2 separate regions of the Sus scrofa genome follow, and region 1 is linked to region 2. A link is a contact called in public HiChIP or PLAC-seq data. All regions are on one chromosome and are shown on one strand. Each heading gives the region's core, a stretch centred on a gene start, on an enhancer-like site or on the middle of the called end of the contact. The rest is flanking DNA. Distances are from core to core; before and after follow the strand shown. Region 1 overlaps CDK14 (cyclin-dependent kinase 14). Region 2 overlaps CDK14 (cyclin-dependent kinase 14).

Region 1 (2,700 bases), core at 124-2,623, 200 kb before region 2:
TCACAGAGAATTGAACCCAAGTCAGTGCATCACTCACTCAATAAACATTTATTGAGTGTTTGCTATATGTCAAGCCCTGGAGATGCAGCTATAGCTCAGATAGGCAAAGCCCTTACTTTTACTCGCTTTTCATTCTAATGAGAAAACCATTCATTCATTCATTCATCATGTTGTATTACAAGTGTTACTGAACACTTACTAGTGCCAGGAACTATTCTAGGTACTGGGGTTACAGTAAAGCACTTGTAACAATAACTGAATAAATATATAGGTCAATGCCAGCTGGATACGGGGTGGGGGGGCAGACAGGGAGGGAGTTTAAATCAGAAAGAGTAGTCAGATGTACTCCCTCTTTTTCTTTTACTTTTTTTTTTTTTTTTTTTTTTTTTGCTTTTTAGGGCCGCACTTGCGGCACATGGAGGTTCCCAGGCTAGGCGTCCAATTGGAGCTACTTGTGCTGGCCTACACCATAGCCACAGCAACTCGGGATACGAGCCAAATCTGCGACCTACACCACAGCTCACGCAATGCCAGATACTTTACCCGCTGAGCAAGGCCAGGCATCAAACCCACAACCTCATGGTTACTAGTCGGATTCCTTTCCACTGCACCACAACAGGAACTTCCAAGACGTACTCTCTGAATACACCTCTGAGGAGATAATTTTTGGCGTGAGGGATATGCTAATATTACAGGGCAGAGAGTTGCAGGAAGAGGCACAATAAGTTCAAAGGTCCTGAGGTGAAACCTCAGGTCAAGGAAGAACAAGGAAGCCAGTGTGGCTAATGCGGATACTGACCGAACATGAGGCTGGAGTGGAACCAGGATCTAGGACACAGGTAAAGAACCTGAATTTCAATCTATTCTAATTAAAGCCACTGAGGGCTGATCATGGTGGATTAATTACCTGATTTATGTTTTAAGATCATACCACCTGCTGTGTGGAAGACAGACTATGGACAGGAGAGGAAAACTATGGAAGCAAAAACAAAGAAAAACAAAAAAAAGTTAAGAAGTTTTTAACAATAGAATTCAAGAGAGAGACAATGATATCCAGAGGAGTGGTGGGAAGCTGTTAGAGTTCAGATTTGTTCTGTAGGTGGAGCCAACAGAATTTTACCAACTGACTAGCTGTGGAGCTGAGGGAAAGAGGCAAGTCCACCCTAATAATCTCATCTCAAAGCTGCGCTTTGCAAAGAATCTTTTTGTCAAAAGCCTTTATTGAATTTGAAACTCACCCTGCCACTTTTTGGAAAATATATACATGTACTAGAAATATCCCACAAGACCTCAAATATCTGAGTCCTAAAAGGACAATGCTTCTTTATCTTTCATAGTCACTGTCCTGTCAGTGAGTCATTCAACAAGCAGATGACTGTATCAGTCAGCACAGCTGTCACAAGCCAGACTTCAGTGTTGTGGCCTGAGACAAACAGAGGTGTCAGAGATACAGAGAATTCGGTAGCATTAGGTCAAAATAGCTTTAAGAGTTCGGACCTAACCAGCTGAGAAAAATACGAAAAGAATATAAAATTCCATGAGAAGGATGAGAGATTAGTTGAAAGAAGTTAAGCGCCTCTGATTTGGAAGATAAGCAGATTCAAAGGAGGTGAGAGAATTACTGAAATGTAGAGACTGGAATCCTCCAGCTGGGAATGACTCTACAAGATGGTGCAGCACGTGCTTCAGTGGCCAGGGGAGAAAACCCGGGACATCCAGGGCTGTCCTCCATGGGGTCTCAGACTTCTCTACATCACTCTCAGTGACAAGAACTCTGAGAATGTTTAGTTTTAAACAGAGACCTAATGATCAATTCAAATCAGTAGTGTTAAAGCCTCTGATGTTAAGTTTGGGAATCAATGGGTAATTATTTGGACAAGGTTCCATATTTAATTGATACAATGTTTGTTATGTTTAAGACAGCTGGATATATTCACAGATGATACATGCAATTTCAATTTCTTTGTAAATGTGCGATTTTAGATTGAAAAGTGTGAGGGAGTTTTGCTAGGCTCTCCCTAGCACTGGAATTCTTAAGATAACCTTTATAAATTTTTTTTTTTTAGGTTTACAAGCATAGTTTAAGTATTTGGAGAAGATTAAGCATAGTTTAAGTATTTGGTTAGATTAAGGCACTTGAATGCTTAAAAACAGCCAAGGTATTAAATTTATAAATGCAGTTTAAAAGTGTTTATGGGAATTTAATTAACGATGCCTGTAACTGGGACTGATTAATGAGGCTGTTTATTAGGATTCTTCTCGATTGTTCTGAAGAGAAACCAAGCAGGAAAACATCTTTCTAGCTTCTCCTGGCAGTCCACTTAACCCCTGGCAGGAGGCAGGCTGGAGTTTACAAATTCTGCTAGATGCACCTCTTAAACTGAACAGTCCATTCTTTACTTTTCCCAACCTCCCGGTCCCATAAGAATGGTGTATTTATTTTGACTCTTATCTTTATATGCAGTGCCTCCTTGTTCTCTAGGTTAAAAAAAAAAAAAATTAAGTACCCAAAGGAGTCGAAATCATGTCTGCACAAAATCCTGTGCAAGAATGCGTATCACAGCTTTGTTCATAGTTTCCAAAAGTTGGAAGCAACCAAGATATCTGTCACTGGGTGAATGGATAACTGAATTGTGTTATAACCATACAGTGGAATATTATTTAGCACTAAAAAGATATAAGCACCGAGTCCTGCAAAAG
Region 2 (2,700 bases), core at 53-2,552:
CTTGGAGACATACTATACATAGGGGTGTCACCTTTTTAATTCTGGTCCCACAGCTGGTTTTTCTAACAAAGGAAATCTCTGTAGATACAATGTTAATTATCGGCAAAGACATGAGGCACAGACTCATGCCTCTTTTCTAAGCCACCTGGATGGAAAAATAATCACCAATACAGTACAGCACTTTTTTGAAACAAAGAAGTTTCATTATAGATCTCTGCTGACCAATGAGGTAGCTGCTAGCCACCTATGGCAACTGGCTGCCTGAATGTAGCTAGACCCAATTGAGACGTGCTGTAAGTATAAAACATACAGTGGATTTTGAAAACTGAGTCCAAAAAAAAAAGTTAAATATCTCAATAATAATTTTATACCGATGACATGCCCAAATTATAATATTCTGATGTATTAGGTTCAATAACATATAAAATTAAAGTCTCCTATTCCTTTTACATTTTTGATGTGACTATTAGAAAATTTTTCCTTTTCTAGTAAGTATTAAGGTGGCTCGTGTTATAGTTCTACTGGATAGTATAGGTCTAGAACCTCATTAGAGTTATAAATGCTTAAGTTTTTTTTTTTTAACTTAACCTTAAGTTTTAAAAAAAGAATGGAGATGAATGAATCCTAGAAAATAACTGCAGAAAATATGTATTTAGGAGACAGCCAAATTTAAAAGGGGACAGAAAATGTTCAGCAGATCGTTTGACTGAAACAACTGCCGAGCAAGAGAGCCCTTTCTGAAATGGGGGCAGCAGGGAGGGGGTTGCTGAATCTACAAGCAAAGAGAGAAACATCCAGAATTTAATAAAAATTGAGCAAGGGGAGGAGCTGATACAAACACAGTGCAATCTCAGTGATGATGAGTTCTCTCAGAGCCTAGGAATGCAGAGGAGTAGAAAGGAGAAACAAATTCCATTTACAATACCCAATAATTTCCTGGCCGGAGCCATTCCAATCACTAAACCTTCCCACCCTGAAAATGAGGAAGGTAAAGACTTGAGTCAGCTCAAGACAGGTGCCCCACTGGCAGAGATGAAACTACAAATGAACGTGAATTCACAGCTCTTCTTCCAAAGACAGAAAAACTTCCATGAGATTGAAAATCGATTCAAAAGTCACTTTTTTAATATGAAGACCTGACTTCCCCGTTTTAAAACAGTATCCCCCGCACACACTGGAAAACAGTACTAGTTCGGTTCGTTTGGGAATGAGGCTGCAAATGTGAGGCAAGCAAAGGAGCTGAAGCCATCTCCAAGCTGGGCAGATTCCGCTCATTCCCGCCGGGAACAATCCCATCACTTAGGAAATCTGGATCCCTGCCAAACGCTGCTTCTGCAGTCTGCTGGGGGATGGGAGAGGAGGGTGGAAATGTCTGGGCAGCTGGCTTTTATCACAAAGCCTTCTCTCTGTGAAAGGCTTATAATGAATTTCCTAGACATGATATAACACAATATTTTAAGTGATTAATAGCACAAAAATATCACATTTAAAAAATAAATGTCCAAGGTATAAGAGGCCAATAACTACATAAATGGAATTTGATGCAAATGTTAAAACCTTATATTTGAGTGGCTTTTAAATTCCTTTCATTAGGCTTCACCTCAAGAAATCTATATGGGAGAAAAAGAAACTAATATATCAAGAGCTTAACAGAGGCACCAAGTACTACTGTAGCAGAAGTTCCCAGGCCAGGGATCGAACCCTCACCAAAGTAGTAACCAGAGCTACAGCAGTGACACTGGATCCTTAACCCTCTGAGCCACCAGGGAACTCCCCAAAATGACTAGCTATTGATAGGAAAAATATTGTGAGCCATTCATGTATTAAAACTCACATGATCCTAACAACCTTCTGGGGTGGGGGGGGTTATTGTTATTACTATCCCATTTAAAGATGCATGGAGAGGTTAAGTACCACAACCAGGAGGTGTTGGGGCCTGGACGTGACCTCAGATTTATGACATCAAGGCAGCTCAGCATCAGCACCCTGAATTCTTGCCTAACACATGAACTTGCTTTGTGGCCTTCACTTTCAGATGAAGATACTGAGGTTCAGAGGAAATAAGAGACTTGTCTGTTCGTCATAACAAAGCTACTAAATGGTGGAGCAGACTGTCTATATCTCACATTGAATTCTTCTCACATGCAGCTTCCTGTTTTCACCAAACCTTTGCCCTAGTTCTTAATGCTGTCAGTATTTTCTCTCTGTTCCCAAGGGGAAGGTTACTAGCCACTTCTCCTTTCTCTTTTTTTAGCCAGACTACCAATATTCCCACTATGGCTTGAGGCATCTGAAAAATACAAAATAAGAACTGATGCTCTTCACAGCTATATAAAATTAAGTAATATTCAGGTCTATAAATCCATGATGGAATATGGAAAATAAAATGCATTTGTCTTAATGGACAAATTAGTGACGGATTCACATTACTTCTCATTAATATTATAATACTGAGGAAATTAACTACCATTTGGAAATCCACATTTACTAGAGCTTTTAGGTCACCCACTTCACCGGATTTGATCCTGAATGCAATGTCCTTGAGTCTTGATTTTCTCAAGTGAAGCAGAATAATGGGGTCAAGGGTAGCAGGACAGGAAACCACGGTTCTGCACCCAACTCCACCATGAGAATAGAAAACTGTGGCCTGGGGCACAGCAATCACCTTCCTGAAATGCTATTTCCCCCTCTACAAACCAG

What was found. HiChIP or PLAC-seq counts read pairs in DNA pulled down with a chosen protein or histone mark.
Region 1: an H3K27ac HiChIP or PLAC-seq map of alveolar macrophages shows a contact between it and region 2. The contact joins two enhancer-like sites. A contact is called at or near these places in 2 of 2 datasets of contacts at active chromatin or transcription factors (alveolar macrophages and skeletal muscle).

Annotation. Positions count from the first base shown.
Region 1 is chr9:70,909,369-70,912,068 of Sscrofa11.1, reverse strand. All of the region lies in intron 5 of CDK14 (cyclin-dependent kinase 14), which reads right to left. Among named protein-coding and RNA genes, the nearest start is that of CDK14, 230 kb to the right of the region's middle. Within about 2 kb of position 1,373, at least 6 of the 83 cell types and tissues checked have an H3K27ac peak or open chromatin away from gene starts, as enhancers often do. A contact at or near this core is called in alveolar macrophages, where this site is marked.
Region 2 is chr9:70,711,558-70,714,257 of Sscrofa11.1, reverse strand. The region is part of intron 2 of CDK14 (cyclin-dependent kinase 14); the gene reads right to left. Among named protein-coding and RNA genes, the nearest start is that of CDK14, 35 kb to the right of the region's middle. Within about 2 kb of position 1,302, at least 29 of the 83 cell types and tissues checked have an H3K27ac peak or open chromatin away from gene starts, as enhancers often do. A contact at or near this core is called in alveolar macrophages, where this site is marked.